Linked DNA regions of Anas platyrhynchos: region 2 is linked to region 1. Evidence: chromatin contacts called from public Hi-C data. All regions are on one chromosome and are shown on one strand. The core of a region is the stretch at or near the end of the contact, and the rest is flanking DNA. Distances in the headings are between cores, read along the strand shown. Region 1 overlaps DENND4A (DENN domain containing 4A). Region 2 holds the start of RAB11A (RAB11A, member RAS oncogene family).

What was found. A called contact is a pair of places that touch in the nucleus more often than the background predicts.
Region 2: a Hi-C map of skeletal muscle shows a contact between it and region 1, with 3 times the contacts expected there. The contact joins the promoter of RAB11A here to the enhancer-like site in region 1. A contact is called at or near these places in 2 of 8 Hi-C or Micro-C datasets (skeletal muscle and subcutaneous adipose tissue).

The regions. Positions count from the first base shown.
Region 1 is chr11:22,587,083-22,590,848 of IASCAAS_PekinDuck_T2T, forward strand. It overlaps DENND4A (DENN domain containing 4A), which reads right to left. Exons shown (of 33, transcript XM_072043280.1): 9 at 808-866; 10 at 1-129. Among named protein-coding and RNA genes, the nearest start is that of DENND4A, 23 kb to the right of the region's middle. Within about 2 kb of position 2,024, at least 1 of the 8 cell types and tissues checked has an H3K27ac peak or open chromatin away from gene starts, as enhancers often do.
Region 2 is chr11:22,629,034-22,632,468 of IASCAAS_PekinDuck_T2T, forward strand. RAB11A (RAB11A, member RAS oncogene family) reads left to right here and starts at 1,496. Exons shown (of 5, transcript NM_001310342.1): 1 at 1,496-1,535. The coding sequence starts at 1,496. It overlaps TRNAQ-CUG (transfer RNA glutamine (anticodon CUG)), which reads right to left and starts at 1,181; the gene lies at 1,110-1,181.

The DNA of each region.
Region 1 (3,766 bases), core at 774-3,273:
GTCACACTAGTAAGGACAGAAGGTCGTAATGAATGGATGAGAATTTTATGTTCCGTCACAGCAAACACAAGTAGAGTTACTGCATTTTCAGGTCCTAGGTTCTGAAGTAGTGTAGAAAATTTGCCCCCACTGTTCAAAAATATAAACACACTGGTGAGTTATAAGTGACCAGAAAAAATAATCAATAATAAAATAGAAAACAAGGTATTAGAAAAAGATTTTATAAATTTAAATCTACAAATATTTCTTTCAAATAAGACAGCAAAATAGACTACTTGCTATATTTCATTGTCCACTGAAGAATAGTTATTTTCCAACAGTAACCATGATGCCGTGAGACTAGACTTCTTTTAAGGACACATGCACAATGATTTTTCTTTTTGAGTAGCACTTTACAGGGAAACTACATGTATTTCTTTAATCATTCTCCTGCACAGCCCTGAAAGTTAAGACAGGCATAGAACTACTTTAATTAACCCACAATACCAAAGTTGTGCTATCTTGGGAGCCCAGGTGCCAATTCCTACAAGGGCCATCTATCTATCTTCTGCCTCAAGAACCACTAAAATTATTTAAAACCAAAAGAAAACCAGAACAACAACAAAAAACAAGCACAGATATTATTAATTAAGTATGTCTTTTGACAGGGCATAGGTCTAATCTCATAAATAAATCTTGGATACATTAACTACAAAAGGCAGCAGGACAAGAAGACTTAAATTGGCGCTATTACAGCTCAAAGCATTGAAACTTTTCAGTATAAATCAGAACACATTTCATGTTTAAACAGAAGATACTGCTACTTGCCTCAGTGGAAGGGGTGATGATACAGGTTGGCTAAGAATCAGGTTATCATGTGGAGATAGCTGGAAAAAGATTTTAAAATACATTGGTTTTATTCTGAACTTATTTATCAGAAGCTATATAACAATAGCACAGAACAGAGAGATAAAATTTAAACTATGCCAAACCTTATATAATCCAGTTGTATGGTACTATGGAAAGCAGAGTGCAGTGCTATGCATCAGTATCTTTTAATGAAAAGCAGGCAAAGCATTCCCTTCCTTTCTCAGTCAGAACTGAGCACATTGTATATCCATAAAAAAAGGAATTTAAACTAGCTAATACACTAAAAAGTGAATATATTAACTGCTGAAAGTAAACCCTTCTAAACCTTCAGAGAAGCAATGACCCATAGTTCATACACAGCTTTCAGGGAGGATTCTTTTTAGACTGAGTGGGAAGGAGACGGACAAAAATTAAGGGGACAGGTGGCAGACTGTATTATAAGGTAATATTTCCTTCAGAAGACACGAGAATCAGGCTTTTAGCTGGTAGAAATTGCTCAGCTCAAATCTGGTATAGCCTGAAATTCACACTGGTCAAGGATCCAAGATGAAGATCTTATGGCAATAGGACAAAACAGCAATATTCTTATGGTGACAGGAGAAACCATTCATGTATTTAACATGAATAGAAGAATTAAATGAGTACAAGAATACAGATATGCAATCAGTTTATCACAGCTCATCTGATGGGTTTTCAGTCTGGGAAACCAAAGGTACTGAGATACCAGTTAGCTTAATCCTCGTTGCTAAGTCATGCATTGTCTATCTACTGCATAAAAGCACAGATACAAACAGCAGTAGCAATTCAGCAGGTCACAGTAACTTGTACGATTAAGCATCTTTTAGTAGCATTTCATTTTGAGTACGTTTCACCTTAGACTCCCCTGCAAGTGACTGGACAATAGAAATCAGAAACATGAGATGAAGTAGTAGTTCAAATGCTGAAGCATCAAGTTACCTAACGCTGTGCCTGGACTGTCAGCCACACAAAGCATACGATAAAATGAGTCTCTGCAGTGCTGCATCCTTTCTTATTTCATACAACGGAACTTTGGAAGGCCAATGCTCCATTTAGCTTCAATGACAAATCAGGATGACCACACCGCTGTATGTGCTAGCTTTGTTCTCCAGTAAGTCATCTTGTGACAACTACCACCATTAACTTGCTGGGTGAAAGAATTCAAAGAACTCATTTTTTCAGCCTGAGGTAACCTGCATAAACTATTCCCAGAAAGGAAGTATCAGCCTAATGTCCTATGACTTTTGTGTTTCATCACAAGCACATAAACACAACCAAGAGCCTATTCAAAGCGCACACCTCCCTCAGGCAGAAGAGGCACTTTCTGCCCCTATTCTTCAGGGGGAGAAACGTATTACTCAATGCACTTGAAGTTTGCAGGCTGTGAATACATCATTAGAAGAGCAACATCTGGGTAATAAGGGGGTGTCAGCCATGGAGAATGAGGTCTAGCAGATCAGAAACAACCCATCAACAATAGCAGCTGGAAACAGGCAATCAGCAACATTCCTGAATGCTTAATTTCCAAAGTAATTATAACCATCAATATAAGTCAGACACGTGCCATGTTCTCTCTGACTTGTAACAGATGTTAAGAAGGATCTAAGAATGGGTCACACATACAGACTGGCATACGTGCAGCTACTAAAATGTATCAAGTCTCCCTTGCAGAAAGCATACAGTCAAGACATTTAACAGTAACGTGCATTCAGAACAATTTGCTATACTAGTTACTTAGCAAAAAAATTAGTCTTTTAAGTTCAATTACAGAGAGAAATTTCTTCAAAAATAGAAACCTTAAAACCTGTAATCTTCAAAAACACAACCACTGATCACACAATTTTTGGGAAAACATCTTTGATACTACCACCTGTGATTTTTTTCAGTGCAGTATCAAACAACTCAAGTCAGTCCTTGGAAACAGCTTGAAGGAAGTAGATATTCACAGACAACATCTCCTGCTTACTTTTAAAAGCTCTATCTGTGGTATCAGCTACTAAAGTTGTATTAACTTGATATATCCAGTGTTTTGAAAACAGCAAGGTGTCACAGACAATCTCACATCGCTCACCCACATCCTCAACTTTTGTCCCAGGATATACACCCATCTATACTTGGATACAGTTCCCTAAAAATTCAGACTAAAAAAAAAATCCAATTTTTTCCTCTAAACTCACTCAGTTTCCTGGAAGCATGTGTTTAGTGTTCCCTACTGTAAATATTTTATTGAAGGGGTATACACAGAAAAACAATGTCAACAGACTGGGTTTTGAATGGAACTTCCAAATCATAATAGAAGTGACAGAAATATCAGATACAGTTTCAATGTAGTTGTTCTCATACCCCTTTTACTAGAAGAGTAATATTTGCCAGTTCTCTAGAAAACAAGTGCATTATGGAGTATTTTTAATATTTAATACATAAAGACACAACCTGAGATTTCATTCGCTCTGAAAGACTTCTCTAGCATACAGGTTATGGCATTAAGACTGAAAACTGCACAATGCTCTCCCGTATTTTATTTTTCTACAGGAAATAACACAGTAACATTGTTTTTGTAACAACTCATTCAAAAACACATGGCTGGCTGAATAACTACAGTCAAGAAAGAGATGTTTTTTCCTCAGCAATAAAGTTTTAATGTCTCTACCCACTTTGCCTCTTAGGAAGAAGAGGAAAGATTTAAATTACACTTGAGAAGTCTAAAATAGAGACTTCCCCTCTCTCCTACAAACAGTGTCCATGGATATAATTTGAAGTAACAGGTAACCTCACACATGGTAAAGTATGCTTAGATCTTGGAGGCAGATCAGAATAAGAGTCACATTTGATAAACTGTACCTTTGTTGAATGTGCATGGCCCTCACAGTTTTCACTAATAACTACTCATTACGTAGAA
Region 2 (3,435 bases), core at 246-2,745, 41 kb after region 1:
TCACTCGGAAGCTCTGAGGCAGCGTGAAGCATTTTTAAGTGGAAAGGATCAGGTTATGGCTCATTATCATCCCAGCAGACGGTAACTGATGCACAGCGCTGCCGCGGGTGCCTGGGGGTTTCTTTCCTCACACAGAAATGACAACATGGCCACTGGCTGCCGAGATGGCTAACATACTGCCGCTGCTCGCGGCAAGCCGCTGGAAACAAAGTGAGGTCTAAAGGCCTTGGTTTAATCATCTGGGCACCACTGTTATTTTTATCCTTTCTATTTAGGCCTCCAGCCTGTGCCAGTGGAAGCTGACAACAAAGATGACATCTCTCCTGGCGCAGGGCAGACGAGGGGTACTGGCTCTGAGGACGGAGAAGCCAGCGGGCAGCAGGGCCATGGTGGGCCGGGGGCCTTTGTTCCTCTGGGTGCTGGAATGGGAAGAAAACTGGCTATCCTAGTGCAAACCATGAGGGAGCAAACCCTTCCTCTTCAAGTTGCCCTGGGGCAGGACTGATTTGTCTTCAGATGACCCCACCTAAATGCAGATATATGTACATATAGTCTTTTACTCTTTCTGCTTCCGCCTCCTTCAGAGGTTAACTTTGCTATATTTTTCCATGTTCACCTTTGACTGTGCCACAGACAAATCATCAAGTCTTACCTCTTCAGATGTCTCAGACCAGTGTTTCACCTGCTGCCACCTCTGCATGGTCCCTGAGGCAATGTTTTGTGCCTCATGAACCCAACGAGCTTGCTGATTCCTCATACACAAGAGACGCCTCCATATCGAGTGCTGTTGGCTTTGAGCACTGCTCTTGCCCTGGGTGTGGACAAAGCTGTGAGACCTGGAGGATTTTGCTAACCCACCCCAGTTTTGGTGGGGCTGCAGACCACGCTGGGGCCTTCTCCCTGTGGAAGGAAGCCCCTGTGGTGCTGCCACTGGCCCACGATGGCGGGAGGATGGTGCCCATGCCTTGGATGGGTAAAAGATTCAACCACAAGAAGTCATGAGCTGCGTGCATTCCTTCAGAAGCCCACAACGGAGCGGAGAAAGCAGCGTCGTGCCCATTGTTACGGCACACAAAAGAATCTGGGGGGGGGAAAAAAAAGAACACCTCAGGTTCCACCGAGATTTGAACTCGGATCGCTGGATTCAGAGTCCAGAGTGCTAACCATTACACCATGGAACCGCTGTGGCGACTCCCCGCGCGGGCTGCCCCTTAGTTCTTCCCCAGCACCCGCCGCCCGCTCCCTCCCGCTGCCCCCGGCTGTGAGGCGAGCCCGGGGCTGCCCCTCAGCGCCCTGCCTCAACCGGGTCGAGCCGTGGCACCTCACAGCTCCCCTCACCGCCCCTTTCAAGCCGGGCGGGGCAGGGAGAAGCGGCCTGGAAGTGCTCGGGGCTGCTCCGGAAGGAGCCGGCTGTGGGAGGGCGCAGAGGCACGGAAGAGGCTGCAGGGAGGGGCCCGGCTCCCGCTGCCCGTCCCCGGCTTTCGGCGTCCTCACCATGGGCACCCGCGACGACGAGTACGATTACCTCTTCAAAGGTACCGCCCGGCACGGCCCCTGCCCCGACCGGGGGGCTCCCGCTGTGGTACCGGCGGCTGTGGGGCTGTGGGGTGCGGGGGGTGCGGGTGTGGGGCTGTGGGGCTGTGGCCTGAGGAAAACAGGCATCAAAAACCGCGATTCCTCGATTTTCCGTGTGGAAAATGGCGATGTTGCTAACCGCAGATCGGGCGTTTGTGGTGGCGTTGGGATCATGTCGGGAGGCACCCAGGAATTTGGTCGTCTTGAGGCGTTGGCGGAGGCCGTGCTGGTCGCGAATGTAGTCACGTCACACAACTTCTTTTACACACCTATGGGCAAATTATCAAAAATATTGCGTCATATATGCTAGAATGGTAGAATATCCCGAGTTGGTGGGCGCCCACGAGGATCATGGAGCCCAGCGCCTGGCTCCACACAGGCCTACCCAAAAATTCAGGCTGCTGACTGGGAGCACAGTCCAAATGTTTCTTAAAAATAAAAAGAGAGCCTGCTGCTAACAGGGATCGTACAGAACAGCAGTGATCTTCTCGGTACCATTAAGTTCTTTTAATGGCTTTGAAGAATTACATTTTTTGCCATCTGTCTTCTCCAATTTCCATGTGGAAATTGGTGTTATTACTAACTACAGATCAGTTTTCTATACTGGTATTGGGATCAGGTCAAGAGGTACCAAGAAATGCCTCATTTCTCACCTTGCAGCGTTGGCAAAGGCCCTGCTGATCGCAAATTCAGTCACATCAAACAACTTCTTTTACAGGCCTGTGTGCAAATTATCAAAAGCACTCCATATCCTGACAGGATTGTGTAAGTTATTGTTCTAGCTGTGAGGAAATATCAGTGATGTGGAACTTTTTGGGAGAGGTGCTATCTTTTATTAGATTGCTTATGTATATAACTGTGAAATAATAAAGTTGGGATTCATTTGTATAGAAAAATTCCAAGCTAGGTTAATTGGTTGCCACCCTGAAAGGTTTTTACCATGTAGAATAGTTTATGGAAGCTGTTGGGAGCACAGAGGATGCTAGGGAAATGGTGCCATGAAGATAGGAGTGATTCAGGTTTTCCAAAGTTAAAGCAGACCGCAGGAAGTTCGTGCAGCATCTCTGAACTGGAATTCATTTGGCAGCTGAAATAACATCAGCAAACGCGGAGTTGCACAAATTGTGGAAACAGTTGTAACTGTCCAAAAGCGGAGGTTGTTTAAAACAAAGCGTCCTTGCTCTGGAATGAGCTGGGAATTGTTGTGGTATTGAGCTGTCTCGTCACCAGGCACTGTCCAAAAACACCAGTGGTAGGTTTTAAAAAAAAAAAAAAAAAGGAAAAAAAAAAAAATCCTCTTGAACGAAGAAATGAGAACTCAAGGGGAATGCTAAGCAAACGTTTGAGCCTCCTGAGGGGAAATGTAGGCAGCACAGGCGTACCCATTCTGAAGGGACATTGTGGAATTAAAAAGATGCAAAAGGGCATCTGAATAATCAGAAGAGATCTTATGGGCTCACATCCCTTTTATTGAGCTGATGTGGAACTACAACAAACGATAGATGTTCTTTCCCTATTTACCCATATTGCTCGTGGCTTTAATTTTCCTCATTTGGAGGTGAGGGCTGCTGGGCCAAAGCTTAGTGCCACCCTGATCTTTTCTGTTCCACACAGGGCTTCTCAGCACCAGTCCTGCCCCTTGGGCTGGGTGTTGGGCTGTCTGGACACCTAATCCAGTCCCAGTTCTTCTGGGTTCGTGACCTAGAGGGACATGGTGGGACTGAGTTCACCAGGGCTTTGAGGTGCTCTAAAGTAACAGGGCAGTATTCTCTGGTCCAGCTGCCTCTTACTGTCCTTGAGCTAAACTGCTGCTGGGCTGTTTGTGCAGGACCCCTGTTCTTGTCCCGTCAGCCACTGCCA